Regions from separate parts of the Sus scrofa genome. Here regions 1, 2 and 3 are each linked to region 4. The links are chromatin contacts, called in public Hi-C and HiChIP or PLAC-seq maps. All regions are on one chromosome and are shown on one strand. The core of a region is the stretch at or near the end of the contact, and the rest is flanking DNA. Distances in the headings are between cores, read along the strand shown. Region 1 has its middle 290 kb from the start of TXNL1. Region 2 has its middle 250 kb from the start of TCF4. Region 3 has its middle 430 kb from the start of TCF4. Region 4 overlaps TCF4 (transcription factor 4).

Region 1 (6,417 bases), core at 409-2,908, 1.0 Mb after region 4:
CACTTCCATGGGGAGAGTTGTGAAGTTCAGAACTTGGTTGGGAGAAAGAGACCTGTTTCTCCTGAGACCCCTGCACTAAACTTTCCGGGTGAATTGGGTAAGCATCTATGGCAAAGGAGAATGCATTTCCTATTGCCTCTTGCTCAAAAGGAGCTGATCTCCTCTGTTTTAGGAAAGGAATACAAGGAGCTGATTCAGCTTACACAGTGTAAAAATAGCTAGGTGGACAGCTTGAGTGAAACTTAGCAGTTCACCTGTTTTTCCTATTATCAACTGCATCAAGAAAGTGTATCAAAGATTGCAAAGTTAGAAGCCGTTGGAAAACCGAGGCTCTGTGGAAAAATGGCCTATCTTAAATTGAGAAGTGCTGGGGAGCTCGCTCGGATTGAAAACAGGCAGCTGCTTTGCATGCTTCCCCATGAACAGCTGCCAAGGGAACGGCAGTCAACAGGAAGCCTTGACAGTACTAGTACCACGTCGGGGAATGTACCTTGGAACATTTGCCATCAGTGGGATTCCAGCAGATCACATCTGCAGGGGAATGACTTGGGCTTCCCATCGTCATTTGCCAGCCTCCCGAAGTTCAGTTTTCCTTTCTGGCTAGCCCAAGAGGCATTTGCAGGTCAAGTTCATTTTCAATGGTGCAAGGCTGGGAACCTTTGCAGTAAAGAGCCGCATTTATTCATGTCCACCTACTTGGACGCCTACAATTTCTGATTCGTAACATTTTGAATGTGCTATTGGATCCTTTAGCCTGGCTCACCACCTGCAAATAGAACTTGCCAGAGGAGGTGAAGGGAGAAATGTAGATAGCCTTTGAAAGTTCTGTTGCTACCCCTGAAGGCCATTCTGGTACTTTAAGAAATCACAGTCTACACTCAATTCTACAAAAGCCTAAAAGGGTCAAGTTAGAGATTTGACAAGGGAGGGGGAAGTTGGGCTTTAGGGCTTACGAAATATATATGTGTGTGTGTGTGTATCAATATATAAAATATATTTTATATAAGCTATATAGAATATATATTTAAATATATATAAACTATGTAGAATATATATTAAAATATATATTTTATATAAACTATATAGAATATATACTTAAAGTTCCATGTATAAACTATTTTATAGTTTAAATATAAACTACATAATAAACTAAATATGTTATTAATAAACTATGTATATTAAGAATATACATTCTGTATGTAAACAAACATGCACCACACATACATACTCACTCATATTACATATACACACAATACATATACTCATTTTTTAAGAGAGAACAAGAGGCAGCTTGAGAATAGCAAACATGCCCCAGTTTGCCCATCCTTAAACAGTATTAGTTGAATCTATCATGTTGACAATAGCCCCCACTAAGGGCAGACCCAGCAAACAACAAGCGAGGCAGGGTTCCCTCCTGCTCCTCCCATATGCAAATTGTGGAATGCAAGGGGCCTATACCGGGTGTACCAGTGGACTAAAAATACCTGCCTGCTCCATCTCTGTGGGGCTCTGCTTCCCAGGCAACAGGGGCCCCAGAGGCCCAGGCCCTAGCCGGAGGAGGGGCAGGGGCCTCCGTCTGCACCAGAGCTAATTACCGGAGGACCTGGACAGGCAGCTGCTGGGCCCAACTCTGGGTTTGTGAGCGCTTTGCAAGGCAGTGGTTCTAACTTTAGATCTCCACTCCAAACTTTGATCTTCCAGCACTGCTTGGCTTTAGGCAAAACATAAACTTGAGAGCTGCAACATGTTTTTCAAATTTTATTCCCCTGGCAGTTCTAGAATAAGGACAGGAATTATTTTCAAATGAGAATCTTTGACTGCATAACACAGGCTTCCAAAATTAAGCAGAAACACATGGCGGGCTCTTATTATTAAATTTCCCTTGGAAAACAATGGTTTAAATTATGGGGGGTTGGGGGGGGACAGCAGTCTGATAAAACTTTGAAACGTGAAGCCTAAAGTTTAAAATTAAAAAAAAAAAAATAAAGCTCTAGTGGGTTTTTGTTTGTTTGTTTTTAGATCATTATGAAGTTGTTCTGGCCTGGCCATTATGATTCTGAATCTACCAATGAGTAAAAAATTGAATATTTTGGGTTTAAAATGTAAGTGACAGTTTTGAAAGCTGGAAATCAGGTGCTAAAGGGTTTCCTGGCGTTGAGGGAGAAATTTGGGCTGCCTGATTACAGCATCTCCCTGGAAAGCAAGCATTTAATAAGGAAGGTAGAATTTAACTGTATCCCTGTCTATACCTGATTCTGAGTGGTGTTTAGCAAGAAACAGAACCCTTCTGGCAAGTGGTGCTTGCCCTTGGCTAACGGTATTCAGATGGGCCACAAGGAGGGCCATTGGCAATTCCTATCATCAAAATTAATCAATGTGCCGCTTTCCTCTTCTCCCCACGCCATTCCCAGAAAGAGATTTGGGAAGAGGATGTTCTTCGAGGCTGTACTACCTTAGATCTCTCAGGCGCTATTTAATTCTCCCTTCCCTTCCAGGACTAAATCAATTGCTACCTCCTTGATGAAGCCTTTCTGATGACCTCATTTAGTTTCCCCACGCGCTCGTTAGCCCACATCCTGATCCTGTGTATCATTCATTTAGAACTTATGGTTTCCTGCTGATGTGGTTAGTGATCTCAAAGCTACCTTATAAGACCCACAGTGGTGAGACCCAGCTCTTTTCACCTTTTGCCTTCCCCATTGGGCCTAGCTCAGTGCCCCAGGCCCATGGCTGTGTTCCTGTGCTGGGGACAGCAGGGGACACTTGCAGTGCTCCGGTAAGGACAGGAACTTAATTTTTTAGCATCACCCCGAGAACGTCCTGGGCAACAAATGTGAAGGGAAAAAACCCAAACTCCCTCCACCCCCGTCCCAAAGCCACCCTCAAAAGAGAGCTCGGTGGCACCATCAGATGGAGGTTGGACAGCTGGCTGGACAGTTAATACCACTGTGACCACTAAGCTGGACAGAAAAATGGAAGGGGAGATGAGAGAGCAGTGATCCCTACTTTGATTCTGCAAATAATGTTTTTTCTAACATTTTGTCAATACTCATAACCCCACTCCACTTTGGAGACCTGGCCTGTTTTTTAAGCTTTTCTAATTAAAGACAGGATTTCTGCACCACAGATGGTTAGTCTTAATGATATCAACCACCACCTCCCCCCCCCACACACATAGGTGTGTCCTGTACCATCTTTGCAGCATTTTTGAAACAGTATGAATAACAGTTGTAGGAAAACAAGAGCATCATTCACAAAACTTTGTTTAGGTAACTGAATTCCAGTTTGAAATAATTTCCTTTTCAATTATAAGAAACTTCCCTTCCTTTTTTTCTAAAAAGCCAAGCTAAGAAGCTCATTCACCATTAGGGGTGGGAATTACCTTGCCTGGCTCATGAGAAGATATCATGGGTCCAGAGAAAGAACTTTGCCTGGCTGTTGTCAGTGATTTAAGGTCTGGTCCAAGTATGGTCTTCAGAGCAGCATCACTGTCTGAGAGCTGGTTAGAAAAGCAGCACCTTGGAGTTCCCATCGTGCACGGTGGTTAACGAATCCGACTAAGAAGCATGAGATTGTGGGTTTGATCCCTGGCCTTGCTCAGTGGGTTAAGGATCCAGCGTTGCCGTGAGCTGTGGTGTGGGTTGCAGACACGGCTCGGATCCTGTGTTGCTGTGGCTGTGGTGTAGGCCGGTGGCTACAGGTCTGATTCGACCCCTATCCTGGGAACCTCCATATGCCGCGAGAGCGGCTCAAGAAAAGGCAAAAAGACAAAAAGATAAAAGAAAAGTAGCACCTTGGTTTCTACTCCAGACCCTCGGAATCAGAATCTCCATTTTGACAGGATTCCCAGACCCACTTGAATGTCAATATTGACTACAACTGAAAGGCCTTCTCCCACCAATCTGTCCCTTCAGCCTAAAATGGTCACTATAGAGATTTACAAGGTGGGGGTTATCCATGCGTTTTTTTCACATTTAAGTAGCCAACTCACCCAAGAGAAATTATTTATTGAGGCAATCAGCTACTTGATTCATCAGTTCCTTTCAACGAAGAAACTATGTTTTCAAGTGAGGAAAAGAACAAACAACTGCTTTGCACCCTCTGGGACTCTAGCGGGAGTCCCCTGGGGTCAGGAGGCCAGACCAGAGAGCGTCTCACCTGCTCTGGGACGTCCATATCCAGATGTGGGGGACAGAATCCCTACAGCAGCAGATTTTCAACAATTAGAAAATAATCTTCCCAGGGAGTTCTCACTGTGGCTCAGTGGGTTAAGAACCCAACATGGTCTCTGTGAAGATGTGGGTTCGATCCCTGGCCTCGCTCAGTGGGTTAAATATCCAGCATTGGTGCAAGCTGCAGTATAGGTTGCAAATGCAGCATAGATCTGGCATTGCTGCGGCTGTGGCATAGGCCTCAGGTGCAGATCCTATTCAACCCCTGGTCTGGGAACTTCAACTGCTGCAGGTGTGTGCCTGTAAAAAGAAAAACAAAAACAAGCCAAAAGAAAAGAATCTTCCCACATGGGTAACCACGTTCAGAAGGGACTGAGAAGCAGAGACTAGAGATAGGGAGACAGTGTGAGGAGAGGAGAAAACAGATTGAAATGGGCCAGTGGGGGAGCACACAGGGTCAAGGCCAGAGACTGGGTCTGTGCTTCCCCTCTGGGCCTGTTTGCAGGGTGAATGCTTGTGTAAACAGAATCCATCTGAAGGGCTGGGAACAAAAATGTCCTCAGAGCCCAACTGCCTGTGGGTGTGTGGAGATCGCAGCCACACTAATAATGATTTCTACTGCCCTGCTAAACCCTGCCAGTGTGGCTCTAGAGCCTGTGCCTGTATCATGAGTCCCTCCTACCATCTTAGATGTTTCTGGAAGCCCTCAGGAGCTATTTGGAGCATCCCGAGGAGTCAAACTGCTTCTTGCTCCACTCTGGGGTCCATCATCCCACCCAGAGATGTGCTTGTCCTTGTGGTCCAGCAAGAGCTGACCACTAAGGTGTAGCTTAGAAACTACTTATAAGATTAAGGGAAATGTCCACCCCCCACCCCCATGTATGGCTGTGTGTCTCAGTCCATTCAGGCTGCTATAACGGAATAACAGGCTGAGTGGTATATCAACAACAACATTTATTTCTCCTAGTTCTGGTAGCTAGAAGCCCCAAATCAAGGTGCAGCAAATTCAGTATCTGGTGAGGGCCCACTTTCCTGTCCTTTGGGTCCTCACGTGATGGAAGGAGCAGGAGAGCTCCTGGGGTCTCTTTTACAAGGTCGCTGATCCCACTCCTGGGGGCTCCACCCTAATGACCTAATCGCCTCCCCAACTGCCACCTCCTAATACCATCATATTGAGGTTTGATTTCAATACATGAATTTGAGAGGAATACAAACATTGAGTCCACAACATTCTGTTAGAGATCCCTGAGCCGAACTGTGGACAGCAAGGGTCATGGAGTTTGGAGAGACATCCCTAATCCCCTTGCATCCTCAGACCCACCTGCAGGCTCAGTGTCCAATTTTCTCATGGAATACATTCTCTCTCCTGGACGCCATGGCATCTTTATGTAACCGGGTTTCTGTCTTTTTCTGTTCCTATTCTGCCAAGTCATCAGACATGCCAGAGAGGAACAAGGTTGGAGTAGGGAGGGGAAAGACAGACATAGAAATGGACATGAAGGGAGGAGCCATGGGGAGAAGAACCAGGGGAGCCCCCCAACATAGAAATTCCCAGTGCTCAGCACCACAACCCCCCACAACAGCTCATGGGTTTGTTAATTAGCCAAGAGAAATAACTAAAACAAACAGCAAGAGGACCACAAAGGGAGCAGCAGCAGTTCACTTTTGCTCTTTTGTTCATTTATTTGACACCTAGAACAAAGTCTGGCCAGAATAGGCAATAAGTATTTGCAAATGAGGGAGCAAATGAAGGGATGGATTCAGCAAACGTGAGCTGAGTGCCTGACCGTGCAAGTTTTGTCCTCAACACTAGGATGCAGCAATAAATCCATTGATCCCGGCCCTGATGGAGGAACCAGGGACATGGATGACTCCTGTGCACATGTGTGGTAAGCAATGAAAGAGAAAGAATAGTGGGAAGCCAAAGAAGCGCATGGAAGGACCTCACTAGTGGCCCCACAGAGTTGGTGAGGGTAATATACAGCCAAGGGCACAGATCCTGAGTCATGGGGCTTGAGGTGCCTGCTACAGGGAGTAGCTCTTTTGGCCTCTTAAGGCCTCTCCCTGGGGGCAATGACTATAAATCTCTAGTCACAACCTGGGTCTCCAGCACCCAGGCCTGGGGCCAAGGCTGGACTTCCTTTATTTCGAGGATAGCTCAAGTTCACTGCCAAGAGCTGACAGTCATGAATGCACAAGGCGGACAAAAGAAATATGGGGCCGTTGTGGCCACAGAAAGGGTGGG
Region 2 (6,383 bases), core at 1,694-4,193, 600 kb after region 4:
GTTGGAAGGCCAGATGATAATTCTTGAAGATAGAGCAGGTGTGATCAAGTAGATTTCTTCTTTCTTTCATTTTCTCTTCCATTTGTAGAATTTTCAGAAAGGTGGTCTTCCCCCATAGCACCTGAATGCAGTGAGCTGCTTTAACAAGATTGTGTCCTCTGAAAGGTAGTGGAACTATCTAGTACTATAAAAATAGGTAAATATCCTTATAAGATCTGGATGAAAGATTGCAACAGTTTATAACTTCCAATTTAACAGTAATTAACTATTACTAAACTCCAGTTTCAAAAGGAAAGGTTTTTTTGTTTGTTTTGTCTTTTCCCATGGAAGCAAAAGATTTTGAGACAATCTTACTTTGATGTAAATATGTTGTTTTAATTTAAAAAAAAAGTGAATTACATGTGAGGAGCTGCTCTAACCTTTAGTGGAAAAAAAGGTTAAGAAAAGTAATTCGGAGTTTTCAAGGTGTTTTCTATATCCTGGGTTCTTTTTCTAAATAATGATTAATGTATTAGTCCTTTTTTTTTTCAGGGCCGCACCCACAGCATATAGAGGTTCCCATATGGGTCCTAGGGGTCGAATCAGAGCTGCAGCTGCAGCCTACACCACAGCCACAGCAATGCCATATCTGCAGCCTACACCAATGCTCATGGCAAGGCCAGATCCTTAACCCACTGAGTGAGGCCAGGGATTGAACTGGTAACCTCATGGTTCCTAGTCAGATTCATTTCTATTGCAACGCAATGGGAACTCCCCATGAATCCTTTTTATATAGGTTGAAAAGGTCATGATAAAGCGATTTTACTGAAGTTATAAAGTTGTCAGAGTATCTGATGAAAAGATGAAAAAAAAGGTCAGACAATGAGGTAGATGTTTGTCCCTGCAAACCTGATATCCAGTTATGGCTGAATGTTTTTCTTGCTCTGTGCAAGTTTTTGTCCCTGGTATAGCTCTAAGCCGGATTTAATGACTACAAAGGTACTGTGAAAGGTCTTTTCCTCACAACTCTAGAATGGGGGACAAATGCTTCATAAGTGGTTACCATGTACCACAAGCAAAACAAAATCCTCCATGAAACACTTGAAACTTACCCCTCAAGCAAGGAGAACATAATGAGACATTAAACTTTTCTCTTGAAGTTAGTAGGACACCTGGGGTTTCTTATTCTTGATAGAGACTTGAAATGGACATCAGCTGACAGAAGGTAACGAATATTTCAAATCTGGGTGGCTTTGATTGTGTGATTATTTGGAGAGAAGAAGCCTTATCCAGTTCTATTTGGGCAATAGTTTTATCCATTTTGGTGACACCCATGTTCCATGACTCTCTTGAGCGCAATCTGCCAGTCATTGCTAGAGGTATTAGAAATATACTTTCTGGACTATTTAAGAGAAAACCTTCCTAGAAACTTCCTGAGAACCAGTTGCCATCATGGTGACTTCTGGCTATCACAGTATCATCTGCGGGACAGGAAGAGAGCCACCAGCACAGTGAATTTTAGAAGCCATCCTTAAATTGCCTACTGTTTTCTCTGCTCTTGATTGTCCCCCAATTCCTGCATATTTTAAACATACAAGCCAGTAAGGACCTACATAGCAGCAATGAGCTCAATAACCCTCCATTTTCATGGGTCTTTAAATTTTATTTTGCAAGTGTGCATGTGCAGAGTTTTGATATTAGCTCCTCATCAGGATTTTTTGGTTCTGGTTACATATTGCAAATTATCAGTAGATATACCTTTTGGGAAGTGTTTCAGATGTTGAGTCCTCTCACCAGCTAAATGCAAATCTGGGGTTGAGGCCCATTCCATTAAAATGCAGAAACATTTTAATAAAGTTTAATTGTCATCCTAATGTACAACCAAGTTTGAGAACTGTTGCCCTACATGGTCTCATGAAATAGAATGCATACACAACCTTAAAACATGGGAAGGTGACATTTTTTTTTAGTTCTGTCACTCACCAATAGACTATAGAACAATCATGTAGTAAATGGTATACCATTAGTCTGAAGGAATTCCTACACTTCTAGGAGTGCTCAGTTTATGCTTTGGGAATAATTTAAAGACCCAGTAATTTCAAGTTCCTGGAACAAGAGTATAGTTGTCAGGGTATAGATGAATATTTAACAGATATAGTGGAAATATCCAAAATGGCTTTGTATTATCCAAAGAGTTTTGCCCTGTTGAATCTGTTGGCTGTTTCTGCTCCAGTCTGAAGACTTAGCAGGTTCTTTCTGCACCTCAACATCATCGTCATCAACGGCACTTAGTCTCAGAGGAATGATTTGAGTCCAGAGAACCGATGGGGCTCCAAAATGAATAGCCACGTAGCCCTTTAAAAATACCATGTGCACCTTCAGGTCAACATGTCATTCATTCACATTCTGCAAGAGGCTGAATTTCCATTCCAAGAAAGACTTTTGAGTTTTTTAAAAATATGTTTTCAGAATGGAAAAAATGTGGAAAGATAAGGTCTTCTGGGGGAGGAGATCATCCCTGGGAATGACTTGGAATGAGTTTTCCTGATGAGTTATGGGAGCATGAACACATATCCTGTTTTCCTTCTCAATTCAGAGAGGTTTTCACAGAGACGCCTGTGTGCTCCAACTCATTCATTCTGTTTGCACGCCTTTTTCTAAGACATCTGAAAGGAAACATTGGCTCAAAGGTTCCATCCCAGGTGTGATGAGGATTTCTGGAAGGACAGCTCTTGTTGAATGTCATTATTGTCTGCATTTCATTTTTCCTTTCTAAGGAATTCCAAAATGAGCGATCCACTCTCCACCACCCCAGATGTTGTTGTAAACCAGAATTTTGGAACATTTGGACTAAAATTCAATCCCCTAAAGTTCAGCTGAGTCCCAGCTCTCCAACCAAACGCTGACAAAAATGTATTTGTGCAATGGTTCACATGACTTCCTCTGCGCTCTGTGTCCCTGGCTGCGTGACTCAGTCCCAGATGAGCTGACACACCGTACTGTAAATTTCATAACAACCAAACTCCAGGAGGCAAGAATCAAGGCCCTAGTTCGTGTTTTTTGAGAGACTGAATTTCTGGAAATATCCTTTAATGTTGATTTTTTTTATATATATATATAAGACCTTCAAGCAATGTTGTTTAAAGAAACACCTGGAAAGAAAGAAAAAAAAAAAAAAAACCCTAAAAAATTCAAGTCTGTTGAAAAGTTTCCTATATAGCATTGGCAGTCATTTCAGTAAGACTAGTATTTTGAAGAGCATGTCTTAGGGGATAAATGTTCATCATTATTATCTTGTCCATACTTAAGCAGACCATTTGGGGAAATGTCAATATTCATGATTTAAAAGCAGTCAAGAGACAGGCCAATATATAGTTAATAAAAAGTGTTTTCAAAGTTTACATGCAATCTCAAATGTTAGATTTTAACTTTACAAATCTCAGTTTTCCATTCCTCCTTCTGCTCACCATTCACCTGTGTTTGTCTAATAGAAACCAGTTACTACAGCTCTGGTTACACATCTGCTTCATGCATGTGCAATTACAAGCCGTTTTAGCAACTAGTAAAACTACAGGTGTCTGGGTTTTAATGTAACCATTTTAAAAGAGCAGTTCATGGGCCTCTGATTATTATTTTTTATAGCTGGCAGTGTTCCTACCATAGACTGCCAGCTTAAGGGTTAAACGTAGTTCTGTTGTTTTCTCATTCTGGTAGAATCTCTGAAATCATTTGTAAGTTAATTTCTTAAGCTTGGAATTAAACCTGGAATCCATTCTGCCAAATACAGTAATCATTGTATTATCGACAGGCTGCACTTCTGTTTCTATATATGTCTTAAGCAACAAATTATTAACTGGATTTTGAATGCTGGATGCTAAAGTCATTAAGTAGGTGTATCTGTTTGGGTTGCTTACTTCTCTACCATAAGAAAGACCACAATTACCATCCCATTATTACTTTGATAAATAATGTTAACACATGGTTTCATAACAACTGTAGAATGTCCATCAGTGCCCTATCAATCAGTAGTTCAGCTCTGTATAAATAAAAAATTGGAGATTTCATTTTTACCTTTCATCATCTGTGTACAACTGGAAGATGTAAGAGTTCCAAGAACTGTTGCAACAACTATTGAAATCCATTACTTCTGTTAAAATACTCCAAGAACACACTCAGCTACTCTTAGAAGAAAAAGATGGGTATGGAAAAATTTTAAGTGGAGAACACTGATTTACAGATTAATCTAATTAGACTAAAATTAGGATTTAAAATGAAAACAAAAATCCTGTCCAGGGCCACCAAACTCAGCACACATTGAAGGAGGGACAGTCAAAATCAATTACAAACATGACTTTGCCGCACAGTAATAGAGTCAGGTTGCACAGCTATATTTAAGGCTCTGGTGACATTTCTATTTCAAATATAAGCATCATTTTCTAGGGATTTATTGCTCACCCATAACAATTTTTAGACGGGATCATTTATGAAATTCTAGCACGTGGCTCCCAAACCAGATATTTTTATTTATGACTTTTAAATTAATAAACAGAGTTTAAAAGTTTTGGATGAATGAAGACAAATTAATAGTTTAATTGTGAAAGTTTTCTTTGTTAAATAAAGTTTGGCCACTTCACAGAAGCATTAGAGACTGTAGTTAATTTTTCAGTAATATATTTTCATTTGCCCTTTAACTATAACAGCATGGTGATGTTTCTGTGGCAGAGATGGAACCTAGGATTGATGACATCCCAAGTATTTTAATCCTCTATATGCTAATTAGTTACTCAAATTAGAGAAAGAAAAAATTTCTTATATTTTATGATAGCTTTAAAACACAATAAAAGAAGACAAACTTTCTAGAATATGTGAGAATTTGACTCTCGGATTATTTTGAATAATATTTTAAATGTGTTAAAGTACTTTAACATGTTTAAGTATTTTTTTTTAAATGAAATTCTTATTTAAATCCTCAGTAATGATTGTTGTCTTCTAGAAAAAGTCATCATTTTAAGGTACCTGAAAATCAGTTTCTAGCTTACCTTTCCCACATCAGCTTTCACTGCTTCTGTTTACAAATCCTGCTCCTTAGCTAATCTTGACTCTCAGCCATTTTCCAGACGCATCTGACCTACGTGCACTTTTACCTTTTCTCACAACCCATCTTTATTCAAATCCTTGTCATTCTCCCAGGCCCAGTTCAAATACCACCATCTCCAAAAATGTTTTACTCATCCTCTATACAAAAATAATTTCTTCTCCATGAACACTGAAAATATTTGCTTTGTCCATCAACATATGCATGGATGAAGAAGACACACACGTGTATATCTATCTACACACACACGTTGGAATATTACTTAGCCAAAAAAAGAATGAAATTTTGCCATTTACAACAATATGCATGGACCTGGAGGGTGTTATGCTTAGTGAACTAAATCAGACAGAGAAAGACAAATACTGTATGTTTTCACTTATATGTGGAATCTAAAAATAAAACAAATGAATGTAACAAATAGAAACTAACTCTTAGATACAGAGAACAAACTAGTGATTACCTATGAGGAGAAGGGGGTGGGGAGGGCAGCTAGGGGAAGGAGATTAAGAGGTACGAACTACTAGATATAAAATAAATAAGATACAAGGATGTTAAGTACAGCACAGGGAATATAACCAATATTTTATAATAATTTTAAATGGAGTATAAGCCATAAAAATATTGAATCACTATGTTGTACACCTGAAACTAATATACTATTGTAAATCAACTATACTTCAATTTAAAAATATTTGGTTTTTGCAGTCATTATATTTGTATATATTATTCCATGTCCTACATACTAAAGAGGGGCCCAGTGAAGGTTTGTAGATTATATAAATAGATGAATAAATAATTACTATGTTTGAACTTATGTTTTCTCTTAGGGTCAGGCAATAGATAACAGAGTATGATATAGAAATATATTGGAGTTCCCGTTGTAACTCGGTGGTTAACAAATCCAACTAGGAACCATGAGGTTGTGGGTTCAATCCCCGGCCTTGTTCACTGGGTTAAGGATCCAGCATTGCCGTGAGCTGTGGTGTAGGTTGCAGACGCGGCTCAGATCCTGTGTTGCTGTGGCTCTGGAGTAGGCCAGTGGCCACAGCTCAGATTAGACCCCTAGCCTGGGAGCCTCCATATGCTGTGGGTGCAGCCCCAGAAAAAAAAAAAAGAAAAAAAAAGACATAGAAATATATTAATGTAGATACATATGTTAATACCATATTTTTAGGAAAACTTAGCTCATTCAAAAGTAAATAACACTTTGAAAAACTTAAAAAAGAAAAAGTAAAATGGAAGCAGATTTGATGTGTTGTAGTAGGTCAGTTTCTTCTTACTCATCAAGGCCAAATATACTAACCTTGTC
Region 3 (6,820 bases), core at 1,274-3,773, 780 kb after region 4:
TGAGCCCCACTGATGTACAGTTGCCTATTAGGAGTTGGGGAAAGTACACATGCAAGAGAAAATATGGTGCTGCTCTCATGAAGGTTGAGATGGCTATTTTCCTTTTGCTTCATTGGAAAGGCATTGGATTTATTGTACATTTATAAGACATGGTCCATGAAACAGCCATACATTTAAACTCAGGTAACATTATGGTAAACAATGGAGAAAAGGAATTAGCATCCATTAAAACATCTAGCAATTACTAATCCTTTCCAAGCTAAAAACAGCTTGTCTTCACAAAGTCATTTGAATCGAGTCCAATTGTGAGACAAAAACATTTTACAATGCAGACATTTTGGGGAGACAATTGTCCATGCCTTTTAAAAAGGTGTATTTTTAAAGCAAAGACAGTTGAGTGCTGAACTTTCTCTGGAGGTCAGCTCTCCAGTAGCGTATGTGATGATTTCATTACTATCCTGCCACAGCTTCTTTTAAGAGATGGAAATGAGAAGTTTTGGGTTTCTTTTCTTAAATTTTCATCACCTCTGTTAGGGACGAAAATATGGTTTCCCCTTTCAAATGATTATTTAAAAATGTAAAAGTCAAGCAAACCATGAGCTTTCTACCAGATTGTCGATACTAATGGTCATGAGAATTGGAGGCAGGATGGTGACCCTAGCACATGCTGTCTTTTTGGAAACATTTGTAAGGGTGGCCTGGAACCTGTGAGGTGAGAGATAATTTAAGAAGTAATCTTATATGGCAAGAAAGCCAGCTTGAAAACTCTCTGGAAAAATAAGCAAAATCAAAGGCCATTGCTATAAAATTTCCAAAGTGGAATGTTGTGAAATCATAGAGAAAATCTCTAATAGAAGGGTAACATGAAGCATCAAATCTTATCCAACTATTTCACAATTAATCACAGCTATGTTAGGTGTCACTGGGGCTATATGCTCTAAATATGTCATTAAGTCTTTGCTCTGTGAAATGATGGCAGATAATTTATTTATTTCATATGTCATGGAGCAAACCATCATACCAGTCTTTCTTTTTAAATCTTTTTTTAAAATTCTCCATTTTACTTTATTTTATTTTTAGGCCACACCTGTGGTATATGGAAGTTTCCAGGCTAGAGGTCGAATCAGAGCTGCAGCCCAAGCCACAGCCACGCCAGATCAGAGCCGCATCTGCGATCTACGCAGCTTGTGGCAATGCCAGATCCTTAACCCAATGAGCGAGGCCAGGGATTGAACCTGCATCCTTATGGATACTAGTCAGGTTCTTAACCTGCTGAGCCACAACAGGAACTCCCATACCAGTCTTTCTAAGAGTCTTTTCCTGTTGTCTTCCCATCAGCTAAAATCTAGATGACACAGACATTGCCAGGGTTTTCTGGACAACAACAGAATCAAGTTTTTTTCTACATAGTTTTTCCTCCCAGAAAACACCTCACTTAGGTTTAACCCATCAGGGCTAATCTAACTATACTAAGAAGGGAACAATAACAGAAGTATCTCATTTGCTAACTTCTGCCCTCATTTGGTTCATTTTGAATACTTTATTAAAAATAAAATGTATTATCACCTCTTCATTTATCTTCCATATCCAGAAGGTTTGTCTGAAAGATTGATCTAATTCCGGACACTAAGGGAATATCACTTTGTTGGCCGATCCAGAGGGTCTTTCTGATGTCCTAACCCTGTGGTTTTAACTAGAGGTACATTTTCCAATACAGACTTTCCAAATGCAATTTCCTATCAGTGTGCGCAGAGAAACAATGCTGACAGTATTTCTACTCATCTTTTACTTTACGGAAAGGTGATTATGTAGCACATGACTAAGTTTAACCAAAGGGATGGGGAATCCAGTGGGGTAGAGGCCTTGGCCATGAGCATTCAGGAAGCTGGAGCAGCGCCACCTGAAGGAGTCAGGAGGCCAGTGGCCGGATGTGCACGGATCCCTGGGGGGGTGGGGGTGGGAGAAGCCAGAGCAGCTTAAATGGTCAAAGAATTAAATGTAAAGTGAGCTGCAAGGGTCAGATCTGGATTGAAGCCCAAATTCTGAGTCTCCGCATCCGTCCGGGGATAAACTTGGCTCCTAATCAGGGCTGACAATTAGGCCGTACAGTTAATATTTTTACAGCTGTTTTATTAATAACACATACAGTGCATCCAGCCAGGATTTGTTGGAGACACCTCAGGAAAACGAATGATGTAAATAACAGATGGATGTAGAATATTCCTACAAACAGGCATAAAGATATTCCCTTCTTGTTTAAAAAGAATTTAAATAGACAGATTGTAGATAAACAGGCAGACAGAAAGGGGGAGAGAGAGAGGATTTATGGTATTTGAGGTAGTGGCTGTATGCATTCTCATAGTAGAGACCATGGACATAAACACAGAAGCTTTCTATAGGGAAGGAGAGACTCGAAGGCTTGGCTTCCAGAAAAAATAAATTCCACAGTACAGGAGGCTGAGCATGGCAGCATGGGGGCTATTGGAAGCAGGTGTGCTATGTGGTTCCTCTAATACCTCCTCTGATATGCGTCTCAGGTCCAGAGACCACTCATGTGGCTTGCCTGGCCATACCCCAGCCTAGCCTCAATACACAGGGTGGCCCAGGGCCTCTGTCCTCCCCTCTTTCTACATCTGTCAATCTCCTATCTGAAGACCCCATGCCTGCTCACCCATTTTGCCTCTGAACTGGGAGCCGTGATATTTCCATCTGAAAAGAGAAATAAAAAATTCAGGATCTTCATGTCTTTTGTTTTCACTCCTACTATTTTTTTTTGTACTGCTTTTTCATGTGCCTGCTGCACTGTGCTCCTACCATACTTTGCAACCAGATGGCTCAGGAATGAAGAACAAAGGCCACTAAAAAGTGGGCGGGGAGAAAAGGAGAAAGAAGCAGAGAGCTGAAAGTCAAGGCGAAACCAGAGATCGGAGCAAAGCTCAAATGCTTTAATCACTGATGACTTTTTGTTGAATTATGAGCCTAGAACAGATATTCTTCTTGGTGATCCTGTGCATGGGGGAGTGTATGTCTGTGTGTGTGTGTCAGTGTCTGTGTCACACACTTATACATCCCTGGTCCTTTATTTCACTGATAGGGAATCAAAGCCAGAATCCTATTTTCTTTGGTCCATCTCCATGTTTCCTGACTCAAATCAAATGAGGTGTGAGACACCTTTACCCAGAGGGAGATTGCTGAGCATTGATGTGGGCACAGGGAGTGAATCCTGGCACCTGGAGGGAGAGTTGTGGTGAGTTCAAAGGGCTCAGGAGCTGTGAGACCTGCCATTTCACAGCCTGGTGACTTTAGGCAAGTCACTTCCCTTCTCTCACTCTTAGTTTCCTTCTCAGGAAATACCGTCCTTGAAGGGATGTTGTGAGTGTTAAATGTGCTAATATAGGTGAAACACCTTGAAAATTAGAATTCTAAGCACCCAATGAAAAGATTGTGGTTATCCTGGAGTATTGCAACTTCTCCCAAAGCTAAAAGTGGTAAGAGTGTCTTCAGTGCTTTTCTGTGACCTTCTGCACTCTTGAGTTTTACACTGCACTTAGATCCCTACCTAAGCTGCCTACCTCTCCAGATTATGCCCTACACTATCAAGCTTTCCCTTGACCCCCTCAGTGGAACTTAATGTTTGTGTACATTGGAATGTTGTTAGATTATAGGGTGACCCAATTGTGACTTAGGCTATTAATTACTTTGTATGTGAGCCACAGAAATATTTCATTTTTAATCAGGAATTTCTGTAGATACAGTGCTTCAAAGCAAAAGGAATGACTATCTAATGGTAAAATTTAATGCAGGTTGAGGAAACTCAATAGCTTTAGGAGGGAAACATTTGTTATTCTCCTAGTATGAGCTACACACAAAATCCTATTCTGCATCCTTGTAAGGCCAGGCCAGCATCTATGATTTGTGGGAATATCAATTAGGAAAGAAGGAAGACTTCATGTGGGATTTATAAGTACTTCTGCTAAAGCCTTACATATCCCTTTCTACCCTCCAGATAAGCTAAAGTTTTCTTCTCACTATAGTATGTATAGTTATACTCCTCTTTCCAGACCCAGACAGGGTGAGGATGCTTGTGAAAACGTGTGACTTCATATTTTTTCATTTCATATGAAATTGTATCTACGGCTTTTGCTTCTCTGATATCATGGGAGACAGTGAGGGGAATTCAGGTTCCAGATGAGCAAAATGAAATATAAAGCGAATGACTGACTCCCTCATCTTCCAAGGCCAAGGAGGTATTGGGAGTGCACAACGCACCTTTCCTAGTCAAGAAGATGGGGGTTTCATCCTTCACATGGGAATCCAGGCAGAGTCCTGTATCATGGGCCACCCATCTGTATCATGGGTTGAGTGGCTAACTCATGGCTCAGAATCTCACATGTTTGGCAAAAAATTGTAAGAAAAATTAGGGAGGGCTTGCAAGTCAGCGACCTTCCTGCCAACGTATGTTTTGAACCTCTCCAGGATTGCTTAATTTCCTTAGTCCTTATAAAACAGCATCATGATTAGCTAACACATAGGGTTGTGGGGAGGGTTCAATATAATGACACATGGAAAGCAATGAACATGGTGCCTGGAAGCTTAGTTAAGTGTTAAAAAAAAATGCTATATTTTGTATTATCATGATGGGCTATGTGAGCATGCCCCTTCCATCTTCTAGAATCATAAAATATTAGAGCCAATGGAAACTTAAAGGAGTGGTTTTTAAACCTTTTGACCAGAATCTCTAAAGAGGAATTCATTTTTCTGTAGAACCCAAGACCAAAAATAAGTATTCCTTGCCATGGAATTATTTGAACATTTTTCAAAAATTGCTAAAAACAGGGGTTTGTTTGTGATTGCTTCTATTGTTTACATCTTTATATTGTTTCATTTTTAAATTTAATAAGTATATTGTAGGGGAGCAAAACAATTTCAATATGCATATATATTGAAACAGACATTTCATGAAATAAGATGTACTTTTACTGCTTTGCCATGCATTCTGATATTTTCCTTTTGGTTTGATTCCATTTTTTTATTTTTTAAATGTTGGTTGTGAAGTTCTCCTGTGGCACAGTGGGTTAAGGATCCAGCATTGTCACTGCAGCAGCTTGGGTCACTGTTGTGACGTGTGTTCAATCCCTGGCCCAGGAACTTCTATATCCCACAGGCACAGCCAAAAATAAAAATAAAAATAATTAAAAAATAAATGTTGGTCATGACCCAGTAAATTGTTTTAATATCCCACTAATGGGTCATTAGTAATGGTTTGAAAACACTAATATAGACACAGCACTTCTTTTTACATGTAATGAAGTAAGGCTTGCTGTGGCTTGATGTTCAGTAGCTGTTGTATGACAAAGGCAGTACTGAGCCCTGAACTCGGGCTCTGAGTTCTCAACCCCAAGAGACTTACAGTCACTGAGAGGTGCTAGGCTGCAGACCCTTGCCTTGCTGTTTTATGTCCTAAAATATCTAGACCAAAGGTTCTCCATGATTCGTTGCCACTCAGAACAGCCAAACAGACGTGTGCGGGTCATTCTGAACATACTTGAAAATTTCCCAAATCTTAAGAAAGATCTGTTTTCCGCACTGCACTGGCAACACAGTTGGAAAGTTACTTGAATGTTTTTCAAAAATTGTTTATAGATTTGAAAACTGTTTGGGGTTTGTGATTGCTTCTGTTGTTTGCCTCTTTGTATCATCTCGTTTCTCAAAATTTAATAAACACTTTGCAGAGGAGCAAAATAATTGGTCACACACTTGTGGGTTCCCAGATTTGTTTTACATGTGTATGCAATACAGTGTAACTCAAAACATGTTCAAGCCCAGTGCATCAAATTATCTCTGATGCTGTGGTTGAGACCAAAGCAGAAACATGGCCCCAGACCACATCACTCACGCACGGGGCCTTTTGACCAGAATTGCTTGAGGGCCACATTCTGGCCCTAGTGACGTATGTGGCACATCACGGCCCACAGCTGGAAGCAGCTGTGACAGGCTTGCACAGAGGGCTGAGGACTCAATCTAGGTCCGTCAGTGCTGGGGGCTTCGCCTGGTTTGGAAGCAGCAGCCACTGAAGGATGCCAGTGGTGGCAGTGGCATCTTCTGCCCAGTTCCCGTCACCTGGCCAAACCCCTGCCCCACAAGGGGCTGGTAAGCAGGCTCTGTCTTGGGTCCATTGTAAAGCAGGTAAAGACTGCATTGTCTCTTTTCCTGCTCTATCTCTTAGCTCCAGGACCTTCTCCCCCCCCCCCACCCCCCGTGAAACATACAAGCCCATGATTCACTGAAAGGGTGCTAAAGGCCTTGTGGCTTTTCTTTTGTCCCCAGTCCTTTGCTAGTCTTTCTCCCTATAGAGATCATTGATCTCTTTTTTAACCTTAGATCATCCACTTGTTGGTTGTCTAGAATGTTGAAGTTCATGGGCCAATTTCAAGACCACCTTCGACTTGCATTCCATCCCATTTCATCACCTAAAAAGGCCTGGTTAACTTGCAGCGTTTACTTTTCTGTAACCTTCCCATGAAGAAGAAATAGGTTGAGAAGTTTTGGTGAAAATGCCAACAGATCTTTAAGTTGCAACAATCTGGTTCTTCAAGAAATGAAGGAAAATAAGCAGCCAAACCATAGGATCAGTGTCGGCAACCCATCTGGGTCCTTTTAGCCCCAAATTTGGATGCCTCTGAAATCTGCCACAAGAACTAATCACATATTCATTCATTAAATCATTCGTTTACCTATGCATTTATTTATCCAACATCTCATTTAATAATGAAGTTTAGGTCTTCACTGCAGTGAAGTACACTTCACAGTGCATTAAGAT
Region 4 (7,174 bases), core at 4,016-6,515:
GAGGATCAGGAGCTTGGTCTGGGGCTTATCACTCTTGAGGTGGAGCTGCACCATGCGGCCCAGCTCCTTGAATGCCTCATTGATGTCTCGGACACGCAGGCGCTCTCGGGCGTTGTTGGCCATCCTCCGCTCCTTCTCCCGCTCTGCCTTCTGCTCCGGTGTCAGGTCCTCATCATCATTATTGCTGTGGGACAAAAAGGATGCAACGTTTTCTAATGGTGTGGGGGAAAAGATGGTTTCTAAATTCCTTTTGCTTTCTTCCCAGTTTTCGGGGAACTTCTCCATCTCAAGCTCTTGTCCTTGGCAGAATTTTCCATCCACCTGAGCTTGGCGCTGCTTTAGGTGGCTGTGCTGGTCCCTACATGAGAACGTTTGGTGTCTCCCAGACATGAAACCCAAACCCAGCAGGACAGGTTTAAGTTGGGGCCCAGGGTGCACCATGTTCATGGAGGGAAACAAAAAGAAAAACAAAACCTTTATCCATAAGGCTACACACTGCAAAGCAGGTCACAGTCAACTTCAGCTCAAGCTACACTTCAGGACCACAATTCAGAAGGTATTTTAGATTGAAGCTGGTTTTTAACTTTCATACTGTGACATCTGAAACCTGAAGAAAACCAGTGATTGAAAAATAATGTGGATAGGTTAAAATTAACATGATGCAGCTTAAAGAGGATTAAGAAGGTCCTCCATTCAAGAAAACAGAGCCAGGGGATTGAAGTCAAGGGCCTATTGTCTATACCAGCTTGGGAGGCTTGGTGAGTCCACTAAATGTATGTGGGGCCTCACTTTCTCCATGTATTGAAACATGATCTCCCTGGCCTTTAACATTATAGATGTTTACGATCCTCCAATCAAGTTGGGGAAACCTGAGCTGATAAGAGTTACATGCAAAACAAACAAAACCTGACCCAACCCAAACACATACTGGTGATCAATGACCATGACCTTGTTGTGAGTCAGAAATGAAGTCAAAAAGCTGATCTTTGATTGTGAGAATAGAAATATTATATGATTGTTATCAAAGGCATGGTTGGAGCCAGGCATCTGGAAAGATGAGATGACTTCTGTTTCTGGGTGTCATGCTGACAAATTAGAAACTTTTGAATGGGGGTGGGGTGGGGGAATAGGAATGATAAGCCGCCTGGAAAGCATGTCATAGCAGGAAGATTTCACGGCATCAAGGCTTTAAATAGTTCCTGGGTGATCACGTCAAAAAGAGAGGTGTGGGAGATGTCTTGCCTCGGGAAGGTAGGAGAGAAAGAGAACTCTTCGAGGGGAACAGTCTGAATGAACACAAGTGAAAAGCTTTGGGGGGGGTTTGAGAGATATAAAAGAAGAAGTAAACTTCATTCAAAAAAACAGAGTCTCCATCTCAAGAAACAACATGGAGGATGCGAATTAACCTAAATTCAGTCCTTAACTGAACTCAAGGACTATCCAGGTTAGCTTCTACGTTAAAATCCCATGAATCTGAAATGGGCACAGAATAGAGATGATAATCACAACCTTTCAAAGGTGGAGGAACACAGGGGAGGTTATCTACTCAATTTAATGTACACATAATGAATATTGGCTTAAAATGCACAGCTCCGAGTCTTCCCCTGGAGAACCTCTGGGTAACTTCCACATTGCAATAAGAATCCACTAGGACAGAGAAGCCCCAGTCAGTCAGAAATGGAGCGGTGTTCTTGGGTTGTAGCACAAGCTAAGTAAGCCAAGAACACTTGTAAGGGAAGGAGGGAAGAAGCCAGCAAGGAAAGATGCTGGAAGACTTGGCTCATCTTCCCGCAGGTTAAACTCCCTTCCAGATGGGACTGTCTGCCTAGGAGGTGTGGGGATGAACACTGAACTGAACCCACTGGAAAGTGCTCCCTTTCTCTGCCATCTGATTCTCCTCACTTCCCCTGCCAGTCTCCCTCTCTCTCTCCCACCCATGACCTCTGCTGATGCCAAGGAAATCAAGGTTACTATCAATTCATGTCCACGTTCCATGTCACAAATAGGCTGTAATGAGGGAAAAGAGAACAGAGTCGAGTTTCTGCCGGTCCTGTCCTGAAGTTAACAATTTGGGTAAGGTTTTTACACAGTGAACATGTGCCATGCCTTTTCCAAAGTGGGCCTCGAAATGGGAACTTGTTTTCCAAAGGTATTCAGGCCAATAGCCAATCAGAATTGATTCTCCACTTATAACTAAGGTGGTGAAGTGAACAAAACTGCCTAGAAAAGGAAAGCATTGCTTTACACCACAGTTTTGGAGGCCTGAAGTAAATGTCCAATTTACACCACAGTTTTGGAGGCCTAAAGTAAATGTCCAAAGAGTGACCTTTTAAAAGAAGAAGATTCTTAACAGTGAGTTAAAATGCTGTACTGAAACTTCAAAAGAATCCATTGATATGCACGTGTTATGGTCACTAGTTAAGTTACCAACAGCTGAGTGAACTAACAAAGAAGTTGCTAAGGATGTAAAATGCCCTCCTTGGGATGTCTTACTACCGTGGCCAGGAGTCAGGAAACTCTAGTAATGGTGAAAAGGTGTAAGCTTGATGCTTCCAGACTTTTTGAAACTGTGGTTGAATTTATAACAAAATTTATCTCAGAAATTATAACAGCACTATAAAGGCACATCAAAGTCCAATAAAGGAATTAAATGAAAAGGTGGCATCTTCTTAACTCCTACAGGACAGCAGGTTCAACCTTGAGAATGACAGCCTTTAAAAGGGAGGTATCGTCTTAGTACAATTCATTTAGTTTGCAAATAAAAACAATCCAAGGGAACTAAGGCAAAGAACATGGGTATCATGATATATATATAAAAAAATCTGATTATCAGATTAAAGTCCAAGGAGACAGATTCTAATGTAAAGATATTGGGGACTTAGGAAAACCAATCAGAAACTATTTTCCTGCATTGTTGCATTTTCTGTAGAATGGAGTAGCCAGGAGGGGAAAAAAAAAAAAAAAAAAAGGAGCAATTTAGATATTGCTCTTCTATATCTAAACATGTTTAGGATAAAGCTGGAAAATCAGTACTTTTCTACTTCTGAGGTAAGAAAAAAGTTACAGTTGCATGTACATCAATTGAGCTTTCATCTTGGCTAAGATTTCTTTTAAGAAATATTTTCAGAAGAACATTTCTGACCAAATTTGTAGAATTAAGCATAGTTTTACAAATCGACTGCTTGCATTTGAATCAATTACAAATTGTTTTTGCCGTGTGTCATTATCAGCCCTGGGTCCAAATTCATAAATGCAAAGACAGTTTCAGCTTTCCTAGAGTATAGGCATCTCAAACGATGCTCGGTCTCTAGAGTAAGCCTTTCGTTTTTCTTTTCAGCTGCAGATTTACCTGCCAGGAAAAAACAGAATAGTTTCTTCCCGTTCTGTTCACTTCATCAAAGTCCAATAAAGGAATTAAATGAAGCGACAGTATTATATACTGTTACCTAGATCTTGACCTAGTAATGGATTTGATATCCTTCTTGTCGTCATCTAATTTCTTGTCCTCGGAAGATTTCGTGTCTTGCAGGTTTTCGTCACCCTCGTCGTCGGACTTGATCTCAGAGCTGCCGGAGGAGACACTCTGGCCCTGCAATCCTGGCGGCATGCCTGCAGGAAAAAAAAAAAAAAAGAGAGAGAGAGAGAGACCAGGTGACACGGCCACCAAAGCCTTGATGCACAGACACGCACACCCCAGGCTGGAGAGCTGCCAGCTCCACAGTGCAGACTGCCGAACTGCGATCTGTCACTTTTTTCATGCTCTTTGGTGAAGTTTCAAAAATGCACCTGCGGAAACAAGTTTTCCCTGCATTGGCTCTGAGGTTAAATTCTATTTTGCAATCTTTTGGAGTAGATGGTAATTTCACTGTCTACAAAACATCAACTTAATTGCAATGAAAATCATAATCATGAAAATCACACACCTCAATGTTCTGATTAAGAACCCAAGTAAATATCAGCTATTATATTGAGTTTCTTCCATATGCAATGATTTAATAGAAAAATGTCCTTAAAATATAATTCCCAGGGAGTACGCTAAATATGTACAGTCAAGGCTTCAATAGATACCCTAATGAAATTCCGAAATTAGGCTTCTCTTATCCTCCAGGAGTAATCAGCATTTAAAAATGGTACATATGGAAAGCAGTTACTTGCTCACTGAAGACTTTACTAGCTTTATCACTGTTAACTTTCTAAGAGCAAAATGTATTTTCTACTCTGGCCCTAATGTAATCATTCATTTCTGGGGCAGATATGTGTCTATTTGCTATTTCTTCTATTTGTAATCTGTGAAGTCTAGGATCTTGTCACTCAAAATCTGGTCAGTGGGCCAGGAGCATTCTTATTTCCTGGGAGTTCCTTATGCTCCTGGGAGCCTAAGAGAAATGCAGAACCCCAGGCCAACTGAATCAAAATTGGCATTTTACCAAGATCCTCAGGTTGTGCTCATATGGTTGCTGGTCGAGGACAGAGAAAGAAAACCCAAAGGCTCTTTAAAAGAAAGGACCATCACAGTATTGCTAGTCAGATAAAAATGGGCAGGCATACCACATACATAATTACCACTCAGATGCATACAATGTCTAAGAGGTGGGAAAATGCTTACCCGTATTGATTCTTGCGGCAATGTTATCATTTTTATTCTCAACAGGAGGGGGAGGAGAGGTTATGTAAGTGTCCCCTAGTCACCTAGCCGGCCAGTCAATGGGGAGTCTGGGACCCAGGTCTTGCCCTGGCAGCACCACCTCCAGAGGTCACAGAAAGTTGACGGGAGTCAGTGGTAGGAGGTGGTCCTGCCACAAGTCCTAGGGGCTTGATGACTCAAGAGCAAAAATCATCCAACCAAGTTCCATGTTTTAAATGTACCTGCATTTCCGTCCATCTTACACAACAAAAGCCATTTCCTTCCTTCCTATCCATTTGGAAATATCATGTGCAGGCTGCAACTAACCACATTAGAGGTCCTGAACGAGCACAATGTGGAAATAGCTAAAATAAAATTTCCTCTCATCAGTCTGTTGTCTCATTCCCTGCTGAAATAGTCGTAGGACTTCAGAGGATGCTGGAGGAAAACAGTGACCGAAGAAACACAATTAGCCAGCTCCGTTTGCCCATTTACTTACCATTTTTTGGATCAAAATGGATTCTTGGTTTTCTGCCAGTGCTTCCTGAGGGATGAATGCCAAGTAAGCATGGGATTAACACTGGATCCATTGTTTCAGTGAGGTCAGAAGTGGCCCTCCGGGGCGGACCTACCTCTGTAAGGGTCCTGGGGTGGGTTCAAATCAGGGGAAGTTGCAGACTGGACAGGAAGCTGTGGTACTGGAACCTGGTTTGGGACAAGAGAATGGCTGCCCCTCAGGGCCACGCCGTCTTCACGATGGGCCCCAACCTGCAAGGGGGAGAGGAACTGTAGAGATGAGTGGGAACCAGAGGTGTGCCAGCTATTTATTTCCGGGGGCAGCCAGGACCCACTTAAGGAAGGCTAGCCTTTGAAAAACAATACTCCCAAATGCATCTCACTAGAGGGCGCTGAAGGACCACATATGCACCTAGAGTCCCCAGCAAAAAACACTTTGAGCTCCGTAAGATGCCGTGCTGTACATTCAGTGACAAATATGGCAGAGTAGCTCAGGCAGGTAAAACGTCAAATTGTCTCCCAGGGTGCTGCAGTGGAGCGCACTGATTCGTACCCATCTGTCTTCTATCATGTCCGCCAACAGATCTGACAATTATCTTAATGCCCATATGCTTAATTGTGGGCTTCTCAATTCCCCCATTGCTATCGGAAATCCTACAGGAATTTCAATTTGGCATTCGACTTTCATTTCAGGGGATAAGATTCTCAGGCCTGCCATTTTTTTTTTTCCATAATGCCAGCTAAGCCTCTGACAGCGGAAGCTACAGCAGTATGGGACATAGCCCCTGCTCGGTACAAATATAATAAAATGTCACCTGGCTTTCCAAAACTGGCAGCCCATTCCAAATTAATGTTTACTGTATTTCATCAGCTGCTGAGTTCCAAATCCAAAGGGGGACCGTTTCTGCCAATGCCACCATACCGGAAAATGTACCAATAAAGGTTTTATTAAACACACCAGTAATGCCATCATTGCCATGCAAAGATGTTTGGACATTTTTCCATTTTTTTCTTCCTTCACTATTCTGATCCTAGGAAGACGCCATATTGTGAACACTCTCCAGGCTTCCAAGAATAAAATTATAGAGTAGAGCATGATGCCTTGGTCTGCAAAAATTACCGCTGAGCTTTTTATTAACTACTACTACCACCTACACTCTGGGGTCCAGAGATGTTGAATTTGTAGCACTGAGACAGCAATTGCTGACTTTACAGAGTACCCCTTCAAGTAAGACCATTAAGCACTTGCAAACCAGAAGGAACATGAGTAGTGTTTTTGCTGGCATTTCCAAGTAGGTATTTATTTTCTTGGCCTATTGTTAAGTGAACATTTACACAGGACAGTGAGGTCTAGCATTAGAAATATCTATCTATAAATTTATACTGCTATGAATCAAAAAGTATAATTTTTTCCAATCTAAAACATAAAACCACAAAGCAGAATCTTCACCCATTTGCTACCCAACATTTTTAAAGAGATAAGAATCTCCTTTTAAATAGTAGGAATTTGAACTGATAACAATGCAACTCATAGAACCAAAGGAAGCCCGTGCTACCTCAAGGCAGCCTAGTATAAAGCGTCACCTTCATATGCTCCAAAATAGTACAGAAGAAAATAATTCGGGGGGAGAGGGAAGGGTCATATACATCATGCTCAGATTCAAAAATGCAACAAGAACAAAACTATTATAGATAGAATAGATAAACGACAAGGTCCTAGTGGATAGCACAGGGTATCTTCAACATTCTGTGATAAACCGTAATGGAAAAGAACATGAAGAAGAATCTCCCTATCTCTCTCTCTCTATGTATCTATTTATCTATATCACTTTGCTGTACAGCAGAAGTTAACACAACACTGTAAACCAACTATACTTTAATAAAGTATATGTATAAAAGAGTTACAATAAAATACAGCAAGAAGGGCAAAGGATTTAAGGGCTGGGAAGCATCAGGAATGCTGTAGCTGAGACATCTGAGGAGGCTAATGCTGTCTGCCACCTGTGTGCCGTGTCCCTTCCGAGAACAGTTTGA

What was found. Hi-C and Micro-C count contacts between places; a contact is called where the count stands out from the background. HiChIP or PLAC-seq counts read pairs in DNA pulled down with a chosen protein or histone mark.
Region 1: an H3K27ac HiChIP or PLAC-seq map of skeletal muscle shows a contact between it and region 4, with 18 times the contacts expected there. The contact joins two enhancer-like sites. A contact is called at or near these places in 3 of 47 Hi-C or Micro-C datasets (heart right ventricle, mesenteric adipose tissue and retroperitoneal adipose tissue) and 1 of 2 datasets of contacts at active chromatin or transcription factors (skeletal muscle).
Region 2: an H3K27ac HiChIP or PLAC-seq map of skeletal muscle shows a contact between it and region 4, with 6 times the contacts expected there. The contact joins two enhancer-like sites. A contact is called at or near these places in 6 of 47 Hi-C or Micro-C datasets (embryonic fibroblasts, heart right ventricle, mesenteric adipose tissue and 3 more) and 1 of 2 datasets of contacts at active chromatin or transcription factors (skeletal muscle).
Region 3: a Hi-C map of subcutaneous adipose tissue shows a contact between it and region 4, with 2.3 times the contacts expected there. The contact joins two enhancer-like sites. A contact is called at or near these places in 4 of 47 Hi-C or Micro-C datasets (heart right ventricle, psoas muscle, skeletal muscle and 1 more) and 1 of 2 datasets of contacts at active chromatin or transcription factors (skeletal muscle).

What each region holds. Positions count from the first base shown.
Region 1 is chr1:105,721,728-105,728,144 of Sscrofa11.1, forward strand. No RefSeq gene overlaps it. Among named protein-coding and RNA genes, the nearest start is that of TXNL1, 290 kb to the right of the region's middle. Within about 2 kb of position 1,659, at least 18 of the 83 cell types and tissues checked have an H3K27ac peak or open chromatin away from gene starts, as enhancers often do. A contact at or near this core is called in skeletal muscle, where this site is marked.
Region 2 is chr1:105,324,933-105,331,315 of Sscrofa11.1, forward strand. No RefSeq gene overlaps it. Among named protein-coding and RNA genes, the nearest start is that of TCF4, 250 kb to the left of the region's middle. Within about 2 kb of position 2,944, at least 9 of the 83 cell types and tissues checked have an H3K27ac peak or open chromatin away from gene starts, as enhancers often do. A contact at or near this core is called in skeletal muscle and subcutaneous adipose tissue, where this site is marked.
Region 3 is chr1:105,506,283-105,513,102 of Sscrofa11.1, forward strand. No RefSeq gene overlaps it. Among named protein-coding and RNA genes, the nearest start is that of TCF4, 430 kb to the left of the region's middle. Within about 2 kb of position 2,524, at least 8 of the 83 cell types and tissues checked have an H3K27ac peak or open chromatin away from gene starts, as enhancers often do. A contact at or near this core is called in skeletal muscle and subcutaneous adipose tissue, where this site is marked.
Region 4 is chr1:104,721,181-104,728,354 of Sscrofa11.1, forward strand. It overlaps TCF4 (transcription factor 4), which reads right to left. Exons shown (of 20, transcript XM_021093491.1): 16 at 5,257-5,392; 17 at 3,447-3,609; 18 at 1-184. Among named protein-coding and RNA genes, the nearest start is that of CCDC68, 250 kb to the left of the region's middle. Within about 2 kb of position 5,266, at least 20 of the 83 cell types and tissues checked have an H3K27ac peak or open chromatin away from gene starts, as enhancers often do. A contact at or near this core is called in skeletal muscle and subcutaneous adipose tissue, where this site is marked.